Regions from separate parts of the Oryctolagus cuniculus genome. Here region 2 is linked to region 1. A link is a contact called in public Hi-C data. All regions are on one chromosome and are shown on one strand. Each heading gives the region's core, a stretch centred on a gene start, on an enhancer-like site or on the middle of the called end of the contact. The rest is flanking DNA. Distances are from core to core; before and after follow the strand shown.

Region 1 (6,026 bases), core at 1,519-4,018:
GGAGACCCCCGTCTCGGGGGGAAGGGTCTCGAGCGTCGCCCCCACTCCTGAAGCGCCATCCAAAGCCTGGGGCCTCTTATCTCAACGGCTTTGGGCGTGAGTGTGGGGTAGGAAGGGGGGGGGAGGCCTGTGGGTGTCTCTTTTGCCTGAGGAGTTGGAGACACTTGTGGAAAAGTCAGGCCCTTTTCGCTCCGGCGGCCGCTCCGGTGTGGGGCTGGCTTGGGTTAGACACATGCACACATACACCATAGAGCTCTGCTTTGCCGTAGCAGCTGCTGCCTCTGCCTCTGCCTCTCCCGCCTCAGCCTCTTTGCCCGGCATACACACACATTCAGATTTGCGCGCTGTTTCAATCCTTGATGACGTGTCCCCGGAGACAGCCAATAGCAAACGGGCTCTGGTCAGGACAATGGGAGGTATCGGACCAATGAGCGGGCCCCGTGAGTTGGCGGTAGCCAATAGGAGGCGCGCTGGCTGGAGAGTAATGTTACAGAGCGGAGAGAGTGAGGAGGCTGCGTCTGGCTCCCGCTCTCACAGCCATTGCAGTACATTGAGCTCCATAGAGACAGCGCCGGGGCAAGTGAGAGCCGGACGGGCACTGGGCGACTCTGTGCCTCGCTGAGGGTGAGTCTGGGGCAGCGCCGCGGCGGGGAGAGCGCCTCCGGCAGCTCCCCTGCCCGCGCGGCGGCCGGATCCCCGCGGCCGGGAGCCGGCGGGTCAGGATCCACACAAAGGCAAATGAGGGGGGACCGTGGGGGGAACTGCGCACGGAGCGAGCCTCTGCCGGGGCGCCGGGGACGCTGCCCCGCGCCGGAGCCCCGGCCCTCAGGCTGCCTGAGGCGCCGGGAGCCCTGCGCCCCACGACTTTCCACCCCCGGTGGCGTCCGCGCTGACTGGCGCAAAAAAAAAATTTTTTTTTTTAATTAAAATTGTTAGCGTGTGTCGGCCCCCCGGGCCGAGCGTTCGGGCGGGCGGCGTGCGCGGAGCGCGGCCGGGGCGGCGGGGCCGGCGGCGCGGCGCGGTGGCGGCGGCGGCGGGCAGCGGCGGCGCTTCCCGGGCTGCATTGGCCGCCGCGGCCGCCGCAGCGAGCCCGGACGCCGGCGGGGAGCGCGGCCGGGCCGGGCCGCTGGGCGGGCGGGCGGGGCGCGCCGCTGCGGGCGAGGGCGGCGCGGGTGGGCCGGGGGCGGCGGTGCGGGCCCCGGCCTCGGCCCGGGCGCGGCGGCGGCGGCGGCGGCGGCGGGGGGGAGCGGCGCCGCTGCGCTCGCTGGAACATGGCTGACTCGGGCCCGGCGCTGCTGGCTGGAGAGAAAACAAGGCGGGCGGGCGGGCGGGCGGGGGAGCTGGGCGCAGCAGTTCCGAGGCAACTTTTTTTTTCCTCCCTCTTTTCACAGCCCCGCGTCCTCCGTGCGGGGGCGGCGGGGCGCGCGGGCCGCGCGGAGGGAGCCGGGGAGCGGCGGGCGGGTGGGCCCGCGCGCGGCGGCCCCCACCCGGCGGGGGGAGGGGAGCGGTGGGGGGAGGGCCCGGCCGCGCGCCCCCCGCCCCTCCCCCCGGCCTGTAATGGCCGAGTGTGTGCGCCAGAGCGCGGCGCGCACCCCGCCCGCCGCCGCCCGCACTCGCACCACACACTCGCGCTCTCTCTCTCTCACACACACACACACACACATACACACACAAAGGGAAGGAGCCATATTCGCGCTCGCCCTCGCGGCGGCGGCGGCGCAGGCGGGGAAGACGCGCAGCGGCCATTCCGTGCGCCGGCCCCGGCGGCCGCGGGCGGAGCCAGCCCCCATTTCGAGCGGGGCTTCTCTCTCTCTCTCCCTGCGCGCCGCGCCTGACAAAATGGGGGCGGCGGCGCGAGCGAGCCTGCGGGGCCTTCCGGGCGCACGTGGCGGCCTCGGGCCTGCGAGCCGAGCCCGCGCTGCCGCCGGCCCTCGCCTCGGCGCGCGGCCGCCGCCGCCCGCCGGAGTTGCGGGCCCCCGCGCGGGAGTCCCCCCAACTCGCAGGGGCCCGAGCAACGCGCCCCCGTCGGGGCGGGAGCGGGGGAGGGGGCCCGCGAGCCCCGCGCAGGAGTGGCTTTTGTCCCTCATCCTTGTTTACTCGGAGAAACTTCAGACCGGACGTGTTTAGTCAGGGCAGAAACACATCTCGGGGCCAAAGCGATAGGAAGCGGAGCCGCCGCCGCCGCCCCAGCCCGGGCGCTCGCGCAGGAGCCCCGCGGCTCCTCCCTGCTCCCGGCGAAGTTTGCTGCAAAGAGGATTTTTTTTTTTTTTTTAAGCAATTGGGAAAACTTTAGATGCAGGGCGATTTTTTTTTTTTTTTAGGCCTCCTCACTTGGAAGGGTTTACTCACACTCAGGCTCGCTTGTTCCTTTGCTTAGGGCAGATCCACACATGGGCAGCGTGAGTTTTCTGACCTTTGGGTTTGTTGGTTAAAAAGGGTGTTGGGAATTTGCAGACCTGTTTGGATGACTGGGCTGAGGGACTCAGAACAGACCCAGGCAGCTGAATCACGAATACTGTGTGTGTGTGTGTGTGTGTGTGTGTGTGTATGCCCTTGTATCTGGACTTAGATCGCTCCCCGAAGGATCGGGTGTTTTTTCGTTTTTTGTTTTTTAACTTGGCGTAGCCCCTTCTAGGAATTGGCTACCATTGCTGTAACTGGTACCTTGATTTTCGTGCAGACCCTAAGCACTTTAAGCTCTTAAATGTCACCATTTCATTGCTAACGTGCAAACACTTTTTTTTTCTCCACAAGAAAAATAACTAAACATGGGCAAAGGAGATCCTAAGAAGCCGAGAGGCAAAATGTCATCATATGCATTCTTTGTGCAAACTTGCCGGGAGGAGCATAAGAAGAAGCACCCAGATGCTTCCGTCAACTTCTCAGAGTTTTCTAAGAAGTGCTCAGAGAGGTGGAAGGTAAGAGGCCTTTAAAGCACACCAACAAGATCATAAAACAGTTAATGATTTCCAAATTAGGATGGGGGGGGCTAGCTGGCTATTTTCATAATGTGCGTCCATAAACAGTAAAACTTCTTTATCAACTTTAGCTTACAAATAATTCTTTTGTAGACCATGTCTGCTAAAGAGAAGGGAAAATTTGAAGACATGGCAAAGGCGGACAAGGCTCGTTATGAAAGAGAAATGAAAACCTATATCCCTCCTAAAGGGGAGACAAAAAAGAAGTTCAAGGATCCCAATGCGCCCAAGAGGCCTCCGTAAGTATTTTGCCTCTTTTTAAGTTTTGAAGATGTGTCTTATGGTCAAATTTGGTAGTTAACTAAAACAGTTGGATGGGGGTGTGAAGCAGAGTGCGTAGAATTAGACACTCGCATCCTTTGCTGAGCGCATCCCCTAATAGGATTTTGTCCTATTATTTAATGAAAAATAATACTTTGCAGATGTTCTGGAGTTCTAACTAGGCTAAATTAAGAAACTACGCTGTTCTGGGTAGCTGAGGGTTAGTTAGCATATGCTAATATTTGCACCTTCTTAAATGCATAGTAGAAGTAGGCAGCGGTTTGTCTAGTGCTGCAGTCCCCATTTGATAGCATTTGTGTGTGATCTGTTCTCCTTAACATCTTCACATTGCTCTTTCAGTTCGGCCTTTTTCTTGTTCTGTTCTGAGTATCGCCCCAAAATCAAAGGAGAGCATCCTGGCCTGTCCATTGGTGATGTTGCAAAGAAACTGGGAGAGATGTGGAATAACACTGCTGCAGATGACAAGCAGCCCTACGAGAAGAAGGCTGCCAAGCTGAAGGAAAAGTACGAGAAGGTAAGAAGTGTGTGGGTTTGCTGGTGCGGTGTCGGACGTGCCACGTGTTGGATGATCATGCTGGACTCCTCATCCTGATTTCCTGTTTCCTTATGGATTTCCAAGAGTTCGAGCTATAATAGTGTTTAGTGTAACTATTAAGAAGTGCTTCTCCGTATTTCAAATATGGAGAATCAAAACTGTAGGCATAGGTAAAGGCTGTATATTTAAGTTGGTCTTGATAGTCCACATTGTCTCCAAATTTATGAATGTGGAGATTTTGGTGATTACTTTGCAAGAGCAATTACTGTTCTAAAATGATCAGATAGAACAAAAAACTAAGCTGGACAAAGTTAATACCAGTTCTGGGTTTCATGGACATGCCCTGAAACATGTGTTCCTTTAGATAACACAACAAAAGCTTGTATGGTTAAATTTCAAGTTTGTTGATCTGTGTAGCTTAAAAAAAAGCTATATCTCCTATACTTTAAATTGAAATACTAAGTACTTGAAGTTAAATTTTAGCTTTTGTAGTTATTTATTCTTAAAAAATATGTATTTCTAAATGTTTCTTAATCCAGTTGCATGCTTACTGAAAAGTTGCCCCCTTTTTTTGAAGTTAGCATTTTCTGCTGTGAGTTGGGGTCTGGCAGTATAAACCTGTAGAATGCATTTTTGCATTCAGAAGGTGGCAGTGTCTACCCTTTAATCAAAGTCTCTGCGATCTGGTTGTAATAAACTAGAGTTGGGATGCGGTACATGATTACACCTCAGTGAGGCACAGCTCTGCAAATATTAGACCATTTCATAAGTCACAGGTTGTTGATTGTAATTAGCTCAGTACTTGATGTGCATGTTTTGCAGTTTTTATTTGTGAAGTTGAAGTGGGTATAGATACGTGGTATTTCCGGGTAACTGAGTTGTTAGTTTTTCTCAGTTCTGCCATGTTGTTTCTGTTTTTCTCCCTTTTACTTAACTCTTCTCTCTTCCCCATCTCCTTTTTTCTCCTGCCTTTATTTTGGAAGGATATTGCTGCATACCGAGCTAAAGGAAAACCTGATGCAGCGAAAAAGGGAGTCGTCAAGGCTGAAAAGAGCAAGAAAAAGAAGGAAGAGGAGGAGGATGAAGAAGACGAAGAGGATGAGGAGGAAGAGGAAGACGAGGAAGATGAAGATGAAGAAGAAGATGATGATGATGAATAAGTTGGTTCTAGCGCAGTTTTTTTTTCTTGTCTATAAAGCATTTAACCCCCCTGTACACAACTCACTCCTTTTAAAGAAAAAAAATTGAAATGTAAGGCTGTGTAAGATTTGTTTTTAAACTGTACAGTGTCTTTTTTTGTATAGTTAACACACTACCGAATGTGTCTTTAGATAGCCCTGTCCTGGTGGTATTTTCAATAGCCACTAACCTTGCCTGGTACAGTATGGGGGTTGTAAATTGGCATGGAAATTTAAAGCAGGTTCTTGTTGGTGCACAGCACAAATTAGTTATATATGGGGACGGTAGTTTTTTCATCTTCAGTTGTCTCTGATGCAGCTTATACGAAATAATTGTTGTTCTGTTAACTGAATACCACTCTGTAATTGCAAAAAAAAAAAAAGTTGCAGCTGTTTTGTTGACATTCTGAATGCTTCTAAGTAAATACAATTTTTTTTATTAGTATTGTTGTCCTTTTCATAGGTCTGAAATTTTTCTTCTTAAGGGGAAGCTAGTCTTTTGCCAATTTTGGATCACATTAATTATTACAGTGTTTTCTCTTTTCATGTAGTTAGATAAAAAGCTTTTGTCTACACACCCTGCATATCATGATGGGGTAATAGAAGTTGAATTGAGATCGCTGTCATCGGTAACTGAAACGACAAAATCTTGATCAGCTGATAACAGATTTCACATAACCCACTTACATTTACGAGTGAAGAGTAACCAGTCTGTTCATAGCATGGGATTATTAGAATCAAACATTTTGAAAGTCTGTCCTTGAAGGACTAGTAGAAAAGTATGTTCTAATCTTTACCTGAGGATTCTATATTTAACTCCCATTACCATGTAATGGCAGTTATATTTTGCAGTTCCCACATTAAAGAAGACCTGAGAATGTATCCCCAAAAGCGTGAGCTTAAAATACAAGACTGCCATAGGAAGTAGTTTTTGTTGTCCATTAGTCCTGGTGAAGGCTACGAAAGTGCTGGCTGTCCATGTCTCTCCCATTTATCTAAATATGGACTGCTCAGGAAATATGAGACTCCATTAAAAGTAGCTTTAATTAACTG
Region 2 (6,026 bases), core at 2,330-4,829, 230 kb after region 1:
CCTGCTGGTTTACTCCCCAAGTGCCTGCAACAGCCAGGTCTGGGCCAGGCTGAAGCCAGGGTCTTAAAACTCAGTATGAGTCTTCCACATGAGTGGCAGGGATCCAAGTACTTGAGCCATCCATTTCCTGACTCTCAAGGTGTGTGTGTGTGTGTTATATTCAAGCTAAGCTTTCATATATCATATGAGCCAGCAGCTCCACTCCTGAATATATATATATCCCAAATAAATGCATACCTGTGTCTTCATTATATGAACATAATGCTCATATTCATAACAACTTTAATAATAACCTCAAACTGGAAACAACTCAAATTTTCATCAACAGTGGTACAAACTGTAATATATTTGTGCTGTAGAATCTACACAATGAAGAAAACTAATACTATATATAATGATATGAATGAATTTTATAGGTTAATGTTGAAAGAGAAGCAAGAGAGAGTAAATTCTATAGAAATCCTTGTATATGAAACTCAGAGGCAAAACTATGAAATTGACATCAGAATGGTAATTGACATTAGGAACTGCTATTGACTAAGAAAAGTATGAAAGATTTTTCTAGTTTTTTTTTTTAAGTTTTTTTTTAAAGATTTATTTATTAGAGAGAAAGAGAATCTTAGGTCCCCTGGGTCACTCCCCAAATGGACACAAAAGCCAGGTGTCAGCCAGCCTGAACCCAGGAGTCAGGAACTCTATCCTGGTCTCCCAGGTTAGTGGCAGAAGTGGCTATGTGCTACTGCCTTTCCAGGCTCATGAGCAGGATGCTGGATCAGAAGCAGAGCAGTCAGGACTTGAACTGGCACTCAGATATGTCTCAGGCAGCTGTTACATCTGCTGCAGCATAAAACCAACCCCAGTTTTCTGGGATATTGAGAAATATTCTATGGTTTTAAAATTAATTTTTAAAATGAGTTAATTTGAAAGGCAAAGAAATGGATAGACAGACAGACATGTACACATTTTCTGTTCACTGGTTTAGTCTCCCAAATACCTGCAACAGCTATGGTTGGGTCACAACAGAGTTAGGAGCCTGGAACTCAACCCTGGTCTCCCACTGAGTGATAGGGACCCAAGTACTTGAGCTATTATCTGCTGCCTCCCAAGGTGTGCCTTAGCAGGAAACAGCGCAGACTTGAACCCAGGCTCCCTGATGTGATGCCTATGCATCCAACAGGCATCCTAACCACCACACCAAATGCCTGCCCCACCTGTGTTTTAATCTACTTGTGGTTTCATGCTACAGATTTTTTTGTTGTGTAAATATGTGTTTATTTTATCATATAAATATTATACCTCAAAGAAACTTAAAATTTCACAGTTTTGTGAAGTATCTTTTTTGTTTACAGACAGTGTGAGTCTTGCAGAGGTTAAATGATAATGATCAGTAGTTTGTAGACTTAGGAGTAAAAAGGTATCCAGGTTTAGGAGTCCAGATCTGGGGGTTATTGCAGATCACCATTGTGCTTCACTGGACAGGTCAGAATAGTATTTGCACTATTTTTATGCCAGCAGTAACATTCAGCCTAGTTCTTGTACTTACTAGGTATCTAATAGGTATTTACTGATTTGAAAAATAATGTGTGATGAATGGACATTAAAATCATTAATGTTTAATTTCAATCAATATAAAATTGTTTTGCCTACTGACTCAGATTCAGAGGTATTAAATAGTGACTCCAAGTCCTTATAGTGAAAATATGAGTGTGATCTGCTTAGAACTTATGTTTTTTACCTTTATTAACTGTGGAGAAAGGTGTTTTCCTCTTTATTCAGTTCTTAAGTTATACAGATTAATGGTGCAGTGAAATTTTTAAAGTTAAGTACCATGGCTTGTATTCTTAGACAAAAATTATCTCTGTTCCAGATTACCTACTTTAATGCCCAATTTTTAACAATATATGGACAGAGAGATGTAACCAAAGAACTTAAAATAATTTCAAACCGCAAAGTTGGGGAAGTGAAGCAGGCACAGTAGCTCCTTCAGCGGAAGTCTTTACACCTGTCAGACAGAAGCGTGAGGCTGCACGAGATCCTGCTTCTTAATATGGTGTGGGACGAAGGAGTCTTCAAAAGCAGGCTCTTTCCCGTGGACTTCCCAGGACCGTGGGAAAGTGGTGCCGGAAGACGCACAGTCCCGTTTCTGCAGCGCAGTCTCTCATGGAGATTTGCCAGGCTCACACCCCGTAGGTTCAGCTTTGGATGTGAACTCCGAGTCTCCGTTGCTAGATCATGCCCCAAACTGTAGCAGTCCTGGTGTTTCATTTTTTAGCTCCCCAGATCTTTTGACTAGAGTTGTAATATATTTGCTGTTCAAAATGTTATGAAATACTGAGTAGGAGAAAAAACAAGCATTTACAGTTTGTAAGATTGAAGAATCAAAGTACAATAGCACCTAGGTATCTGCCTTACCCTCACTGCTCAGAGAGAAATACTGTCCTGAATTCGGGAATTTACCTTTCCCTCGCTTTTCTTTACACTTTGACTACTTATGCTTGTGTCACCAAATTATACCTTATTTTGCTTGCAGTCACAGTGTATATATTCTTTGAACTTGCTTGTTCACTCAGCATTACAGTCCTGAGATTCATCTGTTGTTATTGCATGTATCTGTAGTTCACATTCACTTGTGTATTGCATTCTGTTCTGTAAATATCTAATAATTTGTGTATCTATTCTGATAATGGACACTTGGGTTATTTCCAGGTGTTTATTGCAAGCAGTGCTAAGGGCATTTGCATATATTACCATTTAATATAGCTTGGAGTATTGGAATTTGGAGGAAATCCGGTTTATCTGCCTGTGATTGAATAAGGCTCTGTCTTCCCATTCCTGTAGGGAAATCTCAGATAGAGAACTGAGCACATGTTTTTTTTTATCTGCGGATCTAACCAATTATTCTGTATTTGAAATACTCTAAGCTAGTGCAGTATTGGCCGGTTTGGCCATTAGGGACGCAGTCAATGATGCTGTGTGACCCCTAAAGTCACTTTCTAAAGAGAGACTAGTAAGAGAAGCCTTGAGAATTTTATTGTTTACATAAGCCGGCAGCTGTCACTGGGTCCTTCAGTTGAAGCATGACATTGTGCAGTGATGCACTGATGGACAGAGGAGTACAGAACAGAATCACGGGTTTCCGCTGGGAAGTTGACAGAGTCTGTTACAGATGTAATATCAAACCGCAGTGAGATGGAACTGAAGACTTAGAAAACGCAGGCGTGCTTCCTGTGAGACACGGCGCTTGACACAGATGGCACATTGGCTTCTGCAGCAGTCCATTCGGCTCTTTGAGGAGACCATGGGAACCTTGAGTGGCAGGATGAGGTCAGCAGCAGCAGACGCTTGGAACACAACCCGCATATGAGCTTTGAAAAGACTCTTCTCCAACACAGCTTAACTGAGCTGAGCATGCAGCAAAATGGACTACAGCAGGGCTCCTAAGTGGCTGTTAAATCACCAGCCGGGCTGGGGAAAGCACAGGCTGGGAAGGCAGAAGGAATGTCTCAAGATTCGCTGCGCTGCAGCCCCAAGCAGCCAGGCCTGACCAGGCAGCCCCAGCAGCTGGGGAGCAGCCAGGCCTGCAGCTCGAAGGGCTCGGCTTGCTGTTTGTGAGCAGAGGCTTCAGGCTGGCCGTGGAGTCTAAAAAGCAGGACCACAAACAACGAGGGGCTATTTAAATAGCGGGCACAGCTGCTAACAAAAGGACAAATGTGATGTGTGTTCTGTGTGCAAGAGAGTGTTGGACTCATTTGATTGTCTTTGGCTATACCCAGGAATATGATTCAGGGAAGACATTTATGTATATGCACATAAATAAAGTTTCTAGCCCTTCATCAAAACAAAACAAAACTGAGTCAGAAAACAGTGATTGCTCTGAAATAACAGGGCAATCTAATATTTTTAGCATTTTATTCTTTACCAGTCTCATCACATTTTTATTTTATTGACAGAAAGCTTGAAAGACAATTAATGCCCTAGAACCAATGAAATAATAATGCTTTGAATTTCAGAATGTCCGTGGCCATTTTACTATGCACAATTCTTCACTATTTTCCCATGGATTTCTTTCACAAAATTCTGATTTATCTTTGTCTCCATGTAGGGCCAGCATAGTAGAGGCCATATACTACCTAATGGGCATTTAGTAAATATTTGTTTAACTGGACTGAACTCCAAAAATTAAGATGGCAGGATGTGGTATATGGCAGGATGGGCGTGTGTTCTCACTGTGCTTCTTCATCCTAATCCTCTGCAGTTTCCAGCAGCCTGAACATGCTGTACTTGGAGCTGCAGTGGGTTTGCCTTTTACCTTTTTTGCCATGAGTTTCAGCCTTCTTGGCTTTTCATCCATCTTCCAGTCTTGTGGATTCCTTGACTTGGGTACCTGTGCATCTTTTTAGATACCAGGAACAGAACTCCATGATGAGTTAGGTGAATTACAAGCCTGAAGCTGGAGAAGAGATGTTAGTAGAAATGGCTTAGGAATGAGAAAGGAATAGATATAGGACCCGAAGGGCTGCAGATCCAATGAAAAGCTATGGAGAAAGAAGATGTACTCAGAACACAGACGTAGTGACACTTCAAGAAAGAACTAAGACTAGACACAAGGTGATAGGGTCCCTCACTCAAGACCCAAAGAGAGACTGGTAAATACTTTGCCAAGAGAGTCCAAACTTTCCAACATGAAAGAGATCTGTTGTCATGTTCATGTAACAAAACATGTTACTTTGTATGCATAGTTGTGTTGATATACTTAACAAAAGTCTCAATCACATTTGGAGGCCTGTATAATTTAACAATCCTGTGATTTTTAACACTCTCAAAGCATGACAGTATTTTTCACATAAACCACTTTGTTTATGAGATCTCATTGTCAAGCCCTACCATGTGTAATTTGACGAATGAAATGTTGATTTTTTTTGCGGTACAGAAGCAGAGAAAATCATTATAAAAAGTAAGTTAGTAAACTGGGCAAATAGACATTACAAATTCCTGTCCTTTCAGAAAAAAGCTTTTAATGCTTTTTAAAAAGTTATTTATTCTTTGTTTGGGACAGTAATGATTAAAGTTATAGACTTTCCATTACACTATTGAGATTATTAAATAAGAATAGTCTGTATTGCCCTCTGTTGGTGATTAATAGTTACTTTTGACACAATAATTGCTGCTGTGTCATTTATATGTATGAGTGTTTAATAGTTGTATCAACCAGTATATTTTAGAGAAAATAAATCTTTAAAACCAACCTAATATCTGTGGCCATGAATTGATAAGAAGTGGAAAAATGAGATCTTGGGATTTTAGTTTTTAACAGTTTGATTGAGTAAGATGACATTGAAATACGAGTATCTCTGGTTAATTTTTGTTTTTGTTTTCTTTGTCAGAGCTCCACCTCAGATCAGGCGCCCGAATCGAGAAGTAAGACCTCTGAGGAAAGAAATGGCGGGAGTGGGAGCCCGGGGACCTGTGGGCCGAGCACATCCTATCTCAAAGAGTGAGAAGCCTTCTGCAAGTAGGGACAAGGACTGCAGAGCGAGAGGGAGAGATGACAAGGCAAGACTCTCTTTGTGATCCCCTCACTTGAAGCCCATGCCTTTTGGTGGATATTGGGATTTTTTGTTGGCTTTTCAAGGTAATGTGGTTTTGACTGGAAGAGTTGAAGTCTGATTCGAGGCCTATGCGGTCTTTGTGTTTTGAAGGCCATGCAAGAAGTATAGGAAATACCTATTAACACACAGAAAAACTTCCAGTGAACTGTGCCCTTTGTAGTAATTTTCAAAAGAAAGCTTTAAAACTGTTTTGAAAATGATCTTAATAAAGGTTTTTTGAGTTAAAATGGACAATAAAGGGAAACATAATTGTAGGGAAAAGACTTATAAGAGTATATGTGTATATTCACAGAATAAGAGGGATGATGTGTTTTACTACTGCTAGAAATAAAAAAAAATCTCTGACTTATCTGTAAATTATAGGATAGAGCAGGATCAGGATTTTTTTTTTCTTAATGAGAAGATTTTCTTGGCTAG

Evidence for each region. Hi-C and Micro-C count contacts between places; a contact is called where the count stands out from the background.
Region 2: a Hi-C map of an unstated tissue shows a contact between it and region 1, with 2.9 times the contacts expected there. The contact joins the enhancer-like site here to the promoter of HMGB1 in region 1. A contact is called at or near these places in 2 of 6 Hi-C or Micro-C datasets (skin fibroblasts and an unstated tissue).

Annotation. Positions count from the first base shown.
Region 1 is chr9:84,090,441-84,096,466 of mOryCun1.1, forward strand. It overlaps HMGB1 (high mobility group box 1), which reads left to right and starts at 2,769. Exons shown (of 4, transcript NM_001171281.1): 1 at 2,769-2,918; 2 at 3,072-3,217; 3 at 3,600-3,774; 4 at 4,779-4,955. The coding sequence starts at 2,769. The coding sequence ends at 4,955.
Region 2 is chr9:84,322,897-84,328,922 of mOryCun1.1, forward strand. It overlaps KATNAL1 (katanin catalytic subunit A1 like 1), which reads left to right. Exons shown (of 11, transcript NM_001171490.1): 3 at 5,385-5,553. Among named protein-coding and RNA genes, the nearest start is that of KATNAL1, 25 kb to the left of the region's middle. Within about 2 kb of position 3,580, at least 3 of the 8 cell types and tissues checked have an H3K27ac peak or open chromatin away from gene starts, as enhancers often do.